Linked DNA regions of Ovis aries: region 2 is linked to region 1. A link is a contact called in public Hi-C data. All regions are on one chromosome and are shown on one strand. Each heading gives the region's core, a stretch centred on a gene start, on an enhancer-like site or on the middle of the called end of the contact. The rest is flanking DNA. Distances are from core to core; before and after follow the strand shown. Region 1 holds the start of PLIN2 (perilipin 2). Region 2 has its middle 35 kb from the start of PLIN2.

The links. Hi-C and Micro-C count contacts between places; a contact is called where the count stands out from the background.
Region 2: a Hi-C map of retroperitoneal adipose tissue shows a contact between it and region 1, with 2.2 times the contacts expected there. The contact joins the enhancer-like site here to the promoter of PLIN2 in region 1. A contact is called at or near these places in 10 of 16 Hi-C or Micro-C datasets (hypothalamus, liver, mesenteric adipose tissue and 6 more).

The regions. Positions count from the first base shown.
Region 1 is chr2:87,703,194-87,707,680 of ARS-UI_Ramb_v3.0, forward strand. It overlaps PLIN2 (perilipin 2), which reads right to left and starts at 1,473. Exons shown (of 7, transcript NM_001104932.1): 1 at 1,430-1,473; 2 at 1,142-1,337. The coding sequence starts at 1,459.
Region 2 is chr2:87,737,159-87,741,856 of ARS-UI_Ramb_v3.0, forward strand. No RefSeq gene overlaps it. Among named protein-coding and RNA genes, the nearest start is that of PLIN2, 35 kb to the left of the region's middle. Within about 2 kb of position 2,138, at least 16 of the 54 cell types and tissues checked have an H3K27ac peak or open chromatin away from gene starts, as enhancers often do. A contact at or near this core is called in tail adipose tissue, where this site is marked.

The sequences.
Region 1 (4,487 bases), core at 223-2,722:
CAGAGCAGCAGAGTTGGAAAGCTGATTTCCAAAAGGCTCCCCATAATCCTAAAAGTCCATGATGGAATAATTTGAGAGAATGATTTAACCCCTTATTCCAAAGCAGATAATAAATGTGGAGAAACGGAAAATGCCACTCCTAAGTATATATATGAAAGAACATATGTCCACACAAAAACCTGTGTACAAGTGTTTGCATTAGCATTCATTGCTCATGATAGGCAAAAGTTAGAAGCAACCCAAACATCAACTGATGAATGAAAATGATATATCCACACAACAGAATATTAAATTATTCCATATTCAAAAGAAATGAAATACTGAGATGATGCTACAATTTGGATGAAATTTGGAAACATTATGCTAAGTGAAAACTAGCCAGTCACAAAAGACCACATGTTTTATGACTCCATTCATATTACATGTCTAGGATATGCAAATCTATAAAGAGAAAATAGTAGTTGCCTAAGGTTGGGGAAAGGGGGGGCTGTTGGTGGAGTGACTGAGAATAAGGTTTCTCTTTTTTTAAAAAAACATGGTAAAATATGCATAACAAACTTCACCATTTAAACTATTTTTAGGTGTACAATTCACTGGGACTCACAATATTGCTCATTCATAATATTGTGCAACCATTACCACTCTCATTTCCAGGACTTCTTCCTCACCCCAAATAGGGGTTTCTTTCTGGAGAGATGACAGTGTTCTAAAATTGATCATGGTGATGCCTAAACAACACTGTGAATATACTAAAAGCCACTGAATGGTACACTTTAAGTGGGCAATTTGTACACTGATTTATTTTTAAAGCAGTTCATGTATACTGTGCAGTCCCAAAGAAGTCAGTTATTTCAGTTTACTCACTGATTCCCCGTTTGATCTCACTTGCCAACACAGAAACATCTCTGGGGAATTTCTTTTTTAATATCATATTTGCTGTTGCTCTGAAGCAAGCCTTCTATAACAATGAGCATCACCTGGCAGTTCTCAGAAAAGGGAGTATGTGTCTCAGGAAAGGCTGAGGATTCCCTGACTGATGAAAGCTCAGGGCGTAAGGCTAGCCTTCATTATTCAAACCAGCTTTGGGCTCAGTCGCAGTGACTATATGGGACTAAATTTTGAGGCCAAAATGAACACTCACTTTGTGGCTCTAACTTTTGGATGATTGGCAGTGCGCTGGTCACAGCCACAGAAGTGATGGTCTTCATGCCCTTCTCTGCCATCTCACACAGAGACTTCAAGTAAGGATGCTGATCCTTTGTACTGATGTAAGCCGAGGACACCAGATCATACGTGGAGCTCACCAAGGGGAGGTTGGCCACCCTTGTCACCACACTCTGTAACCAAGAGGGAGGGAGGAGTTAATGTCTACAAAACATGGCTGGTGGGGAAAGGAATTAAGAATCGTCCGTCTATTTATAAATCATACCAGCTGTGGTTCATCTGCAACAGATGCCATCTTTCTTGCTGGAGAAGAAGAAATCTGCAGAAGAGAGGCTTATTTCAGAACACTGTGACAAGATTCCCAGATTAATTCTCCAACCCCGGGTTTCAAGTGAGCAAAATTCAAGATACAGTCAGTGGAATCTGAACTGCTCCCACCCTCTGACTCTCAGAGGTCTCCCCTGAGCAAACAAGTCCTGAAAGAAGGCTTCAAAGCTCACGGGTACAATATACCAACTTGAAGTGTTCAATTCAATGCCTTCCCCACCGGGACATTAGAGACACCTTTTGAAGAAAAACATCTATCCACAAAAATGCTAACCAGGTAACATGCATGTAAAAACTAGGGAGATATTTCAAGGAGAAGGTATCTTGGCCAGTCAGGCCGATCAAGATGGAGCACTTTGGGGTGGGGGTGCGGAGAGTCAAACTTTTCTTGTCAAAGAACCGAGACAAGTTCAAGGGACATTGAGGTGCTCCAAGGATCAAGAAACTTTTCAGGGAGTTTTTAAATGTCACTTTAGTGTCCCCAACGGCCCACACCTACACAAAACAGCCTCACTGGTAAGCAGCAGGGCTGGGAAGGCAAGAACCAATCCCTTCGGAGCCATTCTGCGGCCGAGAGTTCCAATTTAACCAGAAATGAGAACCACGCCGAAGGCGGAAATCAGGCGCCAGTTATCAATAGCCCGTCCGCGTACCCCACAAAATTCATCTTTAAGACGATTTTCTCAGGCGTTTCCTTTTAACTAATGTCCTCTGGGGTCGATTGGAAACTGCTAGCCCCAACCCAACCAAGAAGCTACAAACGCACCAGGGAAGCGAGCAGAAAAGCAAGCCTCGATCAAGGAACAAAAGGGAGGGTGGAAACGCAGGGCCCAGACACCGCCCCTCCCCAGCTCGGGTCCCGAAACCGCCGCGAGGCGAGCGTCTGGCCCGAAGCCCGCGTTGGCCGAGCCACAGGGACCGCAGAGGGGCGCGCACCCACCAGCCAGCAGATGCCCAAGGACGGAGGTCCGGCGAGTCTGTGCTGCGTTCACAGCTCACCGACCCGCGCGCCGGAATATATACCCGCCCCGCCCCCGCCCGCCCCCGTGCCACGTGACCCCCGGCCCTCTGCCGGGGCGCAGGGGGCGGCCCTGCCTGGATCAAGAGTGCTAGGGATCCCCGTGCGAAAATGCGGCGGGTGCCCACGCTGGCTTTGTAGTTTCGTAAAAGGAAGTGGGGCCCCGGAGGCTCAGCGGTAAAGAATCCGCCTCTAATTCAGAAGATGAGGGTTCAATCCCTGGGTCGGGAAGATGCCCTGGAGAAGGAAATGGCAACCCACTCCAGTGTTCTTGCCTGGAGAATCCCATGGACAGAGGATCCTGGCGGGCTACAGTCTATGGCACAAAGAGTCGGACACTACTGAACGACTCAGCCACCAAAAGGCAGCAGAGGAGTTGCCGCGAGGGACTCACTGTAACTAACCTGTTAATTTCCACCAGTTCTGGGAATAGAATTGTCTTTAAAAATGGAAACAATGGCGTTTGGACTGCTATTTATAGCAAACAAATAACTTCCAAAGTGTTGTGAAATTCTAAAGGATGACGGACATGTTGAGAGGGCTATTGTGTTGCTCTTTTTACTTTAAAGTCAGTTTCTTCAACATCTGTCTAAAGTTGAATTGGAATTTCCAAAAAGGCCTTGAGAATATACTCTTCCAGCAAGACTAAAACCCAAATCACTGCGGTCTGATAGCTGCCTAAGTTTACTATGCAAATAGCTTTTTGTTTGTTTTTTAATTAAAGGATGATTGCTTTACAATATTGGGCTGGTTTCTGCCCTACATCAACATGAATCGGCCATCAGTTCAGTTCAGTTCAGTCGCTCAGTCGTGTCCGACTCTTTGCGACCCCATGAATCGCAGCACGCCAGGCCTCCCTGTCCATCACCAACTCCCGGAGTTCACTCAGACTCACGTCCATCAAGTCCGTGATGCCATCCAGCCATCCCATCCTCGGTCGTCCCCTTCTCCTCCTGCTCCCAATCCCTCCCAGCATCAGAGGCTTTTCCAATGAGTTAATTCTTCGCATGAGGTGGCCAAAGTACTGGAGTTTCAGCTTTAGCATCATTCCTTCCAAAGAACACCCAGGGCTGATCTCCTTCAGAATGGACTGGTTGGATCTCCTTGCAGTCCAAGGGACTCTCAAGAGTCTTCTGCAACACCACAGTTCAAAACCATCAGTTCTTCAGCGCTTAGCTTTCTTCACAGTCCAACTCTCACAGAATCGGTCATAGGTACACACAAGCCCCCTCCCTCTATGAATGTCAGTCCCCGAAATGGCTTTTTTTTTTTAAGTTGAGAGATAAGGGCTCTTTTTTTTTGTTTTTGCTATTGTTTTTGTTTGGGGGAGTACTTTACCTTTTTTTTTTTTTTTTTAAGAAACAAATCTTCAGCGTCTGAGTCCTGGTGTTTCCTTGTGTAAAAAGGAAGGACTTGAATCATGATGTGAGTGTGCAACTGCCCCAAGCCGGGTAGGGGGTTCTCTGGACCTTTCCCGGAGTGAGTGGGCTGGTTATCTGCTGACATCGCCGGAGGCCTCAGCCTCCCAGCTCTTTCCCAGGGAAGATAAAGGAGAAAGGAGAGGTGGGAGGTGCAAGGGAGAGGTGGGGTCATGTCCTCCACCTCGGCTTCTGGAATCTAGAGCAAGAGGAGGCAGCTGGTGAGTAGGCAGGAGCCTGGAGGCAGGCTGTATTTGTCAAGCTGCACAGTTTGAACTGTGGGAAACACTCAAAGGCATTTACCTTAATTACTTAACTGAGGTTGCAGATACAGAGATACTGTGCATATTTAAAGTTCCAAACCGACCCATGGAAAAAATGTATCCCTTATACAGGACTGTAGACATCTAGAGGCCCCCAGCAAGAAAAACTAAATATTGTGTCTTCTTTCCCCTCCTACACACACTAGGTCATTCAAAACAAAATACACTACTACCATGAAATAACTGTTAGGAAGTCCAAAATTTTTATGTCCCTCTTCTCCACCACCCCCATTCCCC
Region 2 (4,698 bases), core at 888-3,387, 35 kb after region 1:
AGAAATGGCATTTCGGCAGGGATAGAAGGAAAAAGAGAGGTAAAAACAGGGCAGGCATTAGCAAAAACCCTCTTCCCTAGGACTGTCTCCTTTGATGTTACCAATGAAGGCTTGTGAACTCTGACTTAGCTGAGTTAATTTCATGCATAAAAATTAGTTATAGGAGAAAAGGGAACCCTCTGGCACTCTTTGTGGAAATGAAAACTGGTACAGTCATTATGGAGAACAGCATGGAGGTTCCTTAAAAAAAAACACATACACTAAAAAACTACCATATGACCCAGCAATCCCACTGTTGGGCAAATCTCTGGAGAAAACTGTAATTCAAAAAGGCAATTGTACCCCAGTGTTTGCTGCAGCACTATTTACAATAGCCGGGACATGGAAGCAACCTAAATGTCCATCGACAGATGAACAGATGAAGATATGGTACAACTGTATATACGCGACATGTATATACAAAGGAATATTACTCAGGCATAAAAAGGAATAAAACTGGGTCATTTGTAGTGATGGGGTTGGACCTAGAGTCTGTCATACAAAGTAAGTCAGAAAGAGAAAAACAAATATTGTATATTGATGCATATGTATCCTCCCGGCCGCCACTGGCCTCGGACGCAGGGTAGCTCCTCCCCGCTGCCGCCCCTGACCTCAGACGCAGGCTTCAGCAATACGTGAACCGTGAACTTCCTGACGTTCAAGCTGGTTTTAGAAAAGGCAGAGGAACCAGAGATCAAATTGCCAACCTCCGCTGGATCATGGAAAAGCAAGAGAGTTCCAGAAAAACATCTATTTCTGCTTTATTGACTATGCCAAAGCCTTTGACTGTGTGGATCACAATAAACTGTGGAAAATTCTGAAAGAGATGGGAATACCAGACCACCTGACCTGCCTCTGGAGAAATCTGTATGCAGGTCAGGAAGCAACAGTTAGAACCGGACATGGAACAACAGACTGGTTCCAAATAGGAAAAGGAGTACGTCAAGGCTGTATATTGTCACCCTGCTTATTTAACTTGTATGCAGAGTACAACATGAGAAACACTGGACTGGAAGAAACACAAGCTGGAATCAAGATTGCCGGGAGAAATATCAATAACCTCAGATATGCAGATGACACCACCCTTATGGCAGAAAGTGAAGAGGAGCTAAAAAGCCTCTTGATGAAAGTGAAAGAGGAGAGCAAAAATGTTGGCCTAAAGCTCAACATTCAGAAAACGAAGATCATGGCATCTGGTCCCATCACTTCATGGGAAATAGATGGGGAAACAGTGGAAACAGTGTCAGACTTTATTTTTTTGGGCTCCAAAAATCACTGCAGATGGTGATTGCAGCCATGAAATTAAAAGATGCTTACTCCTTGGAAGAAAAGTTATGACCAACCTAGACTGTATATTCAAAAGCGGAGACATTACTTTGCCGACTAAGGTCCGTCTAGTCAAGGCTATGGTTTTTCCTGTGGTCATGTATGGATGTGAGAGTTGGACTGTGAAGAAGGCTGAGCGCCGAAGAATTGATGCGTTTGAATTGTGGTGTTGGAGAAGACTCTTAAGAGTCCCTTGGACTGCAAGGAGATCCAATCAGTCCGTTCTGAAGGAGATCAGCCCTGGGTGTTCTTTGGAGGGAATGATGCTAAAGCTGAAGCTCCAGTACTTTGGCCACCTGATGCGAAGAGTTGACTCATTGGAAAAGACTCTGATGCTGGGAGGGATTGGGAGCAGGAGGAGAAGGGGACGACAGAGGATGAGATGGCTAGATGGCATCACCGACTCGATGGACCTGAGTCTGAGTGAACTCCAGGAGATGGTGATGGACAGGGAGGCCTGGCGTGCTGCGATTCATGGGGTCGCAAAGAGTTCGACACGACTGAGCGACTGAACTGAACTGAACTGAACTGATGCATATGTATGGAATCTGGAAAGACGGTTCAGATGAGCCTGTTTGCAGGGAAGATAGAGACGCAGCAGTAGAGAACAGTCATGTGAACACGGGAGGGAAGAAGATGAGACGAACTGGGAGAGTAGGCCTGACATGTAAACACTGCTATGTATAAAGCAGATAGCTGTTGGGAAGCTTCTGTGTAGCACAGGCAGCATAGCTTGGTGCTCTGTGATGACCTAGACAAGTAGGAGCGGAGGCAGGGAAGGGACGTTTGAGAGAGAAGGGATATGTGTATACGTGTTTCACTTCGCTGTATAGCAGAAACTAACATAACATTGTAAACCAATTATACTCCAATAAAAATAAAAATGAGTTGTGTGTGTTGAAATGTTTGTTAAAATCACAGACTACTGGCTCCTTCTCTAGCAATAATGATTCCTTAATCTTCATGATTCTGATGTAGGTGGCCCTCAGGCCACACTTTGGGAAACAATGGCTTAAACCTGGCCAAGAAAAACTGCCTGAAACTGTGAGGACATGTGGTCTCTTCTGAAATCTAGTGGTTGGTGACTGAATAGTGATAGCTTTGTTTTCCCAATTAGTGGAAATTATCCCTGCTGGAAGGAACTGATTCATTTTGGAAAGACTGTGTTCAGTAATCTTTGAAGCACAGAAACATTTTTTCCATTTTTTGTGTGCAAACAGATTGTTGGCCTTCTTCAGGGACGCGGGCCCAGACAACATCTCGGCAGGCCCTTTCGGATGGCATTTTTTCACAGGTGAAACTAGGTCAAGGAGAAAATTCAGAGCAGTTTGAAGCAGGAGAGAAAAAAAAAATCCAGAAATGCAACATAAAGCTGTGGGCCGCTGGAGACATCCATCTGCTTTGTTTGCCCTGGTGAAGGCCGATGGTGGGTCACATGAATCTCAGGCCTTCCTGTTCTCTGCAGCTGCCTTCTGAGTCACTGCGGGTGACCAGGGAGGGTGCCCTAACTGTCAGGGAATATAAGACCAACCGACTGACTGTATGACTTTTAGGTGAGGCCATTGTGCCAGGCCAATTTTGAAATTAAAGAGCAAATTTAACTGCATCATTGCCTATTCTCATTCAAGAACTTCTTTAGTCTAGATTTGCCTAACTGCAAATCAGCAGAAGGCACAAAAAACAAGCTGGTAAGTAGAATTTGCATCTGGTAAGTGAGAACTGGTTCCAGTCCTATTAGTCACTAAGATCATTTAAGGGTGGAGTTCCCTGGCAGGATAAACATTAAACCAAAAGCAACACTTCCTTATAACAGTTGGTGTTTCCTAAGAAGTCTGTAAAATGAAAACCCAGATGCCTAGGTAGGCAATACTATAGTTAGAAAAGCCACCTTTACTTTTCTCTTTCCTCTGGGCTCTCGCAGAATAGCGTTGAGTATATCATGCGTGCTCAGTCACTCAGTTGTGTTCGACTCTGTGAACCCACGGCTTGTAATCTGTCAGGCTCCTCTGTCCATGGCATTTTCCAGGCAAGAATACTGGAGTGGGTTGCCATTTCCTCCTCCAGGGGATCTTTCTGACCTAAGGACTGAACCGACCTCCCCTGTGGCTCTCCATTGGCAGATGGATTCTTTACCACTTGAGCCACCTGGGAAGCCCTGAGTATATTATACTCATGAATCAAGATTTCTCTATTAATCACATTTACATTGTATGAAAGCCTCCCCCAAACTAACCAAGATATAATACATTTGAGCATGGAGTCCTGTCTCTATCCCTCAACCCAATGCCTGGATGTAAGAGGTGCTTAATAAAGCCCTGACTGTGTGATCAACTTATTAGTTGTACAGCGGAGTCATAATAATTGATTCACTTCTCTGAGCCTCCATTTTCATTTCTGTGATCGGGAAGGAAACCTTCTGTTTACCTCGCACAATTTTTGTGAGGACCAAATAAAATAGTAAGTACTGAAGATTTGCTTTCTTATAGCAGAAAAATGCATTAAATATCTCTGAAATGCTAGATAAGAAACTGTGACTAGTGGTTATCTCTGACTGATGGAACATAGAGACGGGGTCAAGGCTAGGCAAAAGATTTTATTGTCTAGGCAGTACTTTCCATTGCATAAAAACAAGGCATATGTACAAATGATTAGTATGCAATTTAGGCTTTAATAAAATCTTCATGAAAATCCAGAAGCATGCTATTTCATTTACACTCAGATCCATTGTTTTGAATGCAATGCCTTGTAACAGAGTCTGAGAATTTTAAAATTGCACAGTAGAAAGTTGCATATCTTTTAGAGTTACATTTCTCTTTCTTTTGTTTTTCAATTAAAGCATAATTGCTTTACAATATCGTGTTAGTTTCAGATATATAGCAAAGTGATTCAGTTATTCATATACATACTTTTTTTTCAGATTCTTTTCCATTATAGGTTATTATAAGATATTGAATACACTTCCCTGTGCTTTACAATAAATCCTTATAGTGTATTTTATATATAGTGGTATGTATCTGTTAGTCCCATACTCCTAATTTATCCACCCTCCCTTCCCCTTTGGTAACCATAAGTTTGTTTTCTGCATTTGTGGGTCTGTTTCTGTTTTATAAATAAATTCATTTGTATTATTTTTAAGATTCTACATTTAGTAATATCATGTGATATTTTAGTGATATCATATTCTCTTTTTTTGTCTGACTTATTTCACTAAGTCTAATACTCTCTAGCACCATGTTCCTGTAAATGGCAATATTTTACTCTTTTATGGCTGAGTAATATTTCATTGGGATATATATATTAATATATGTATACCATATCTTCTTAAGTCAATAA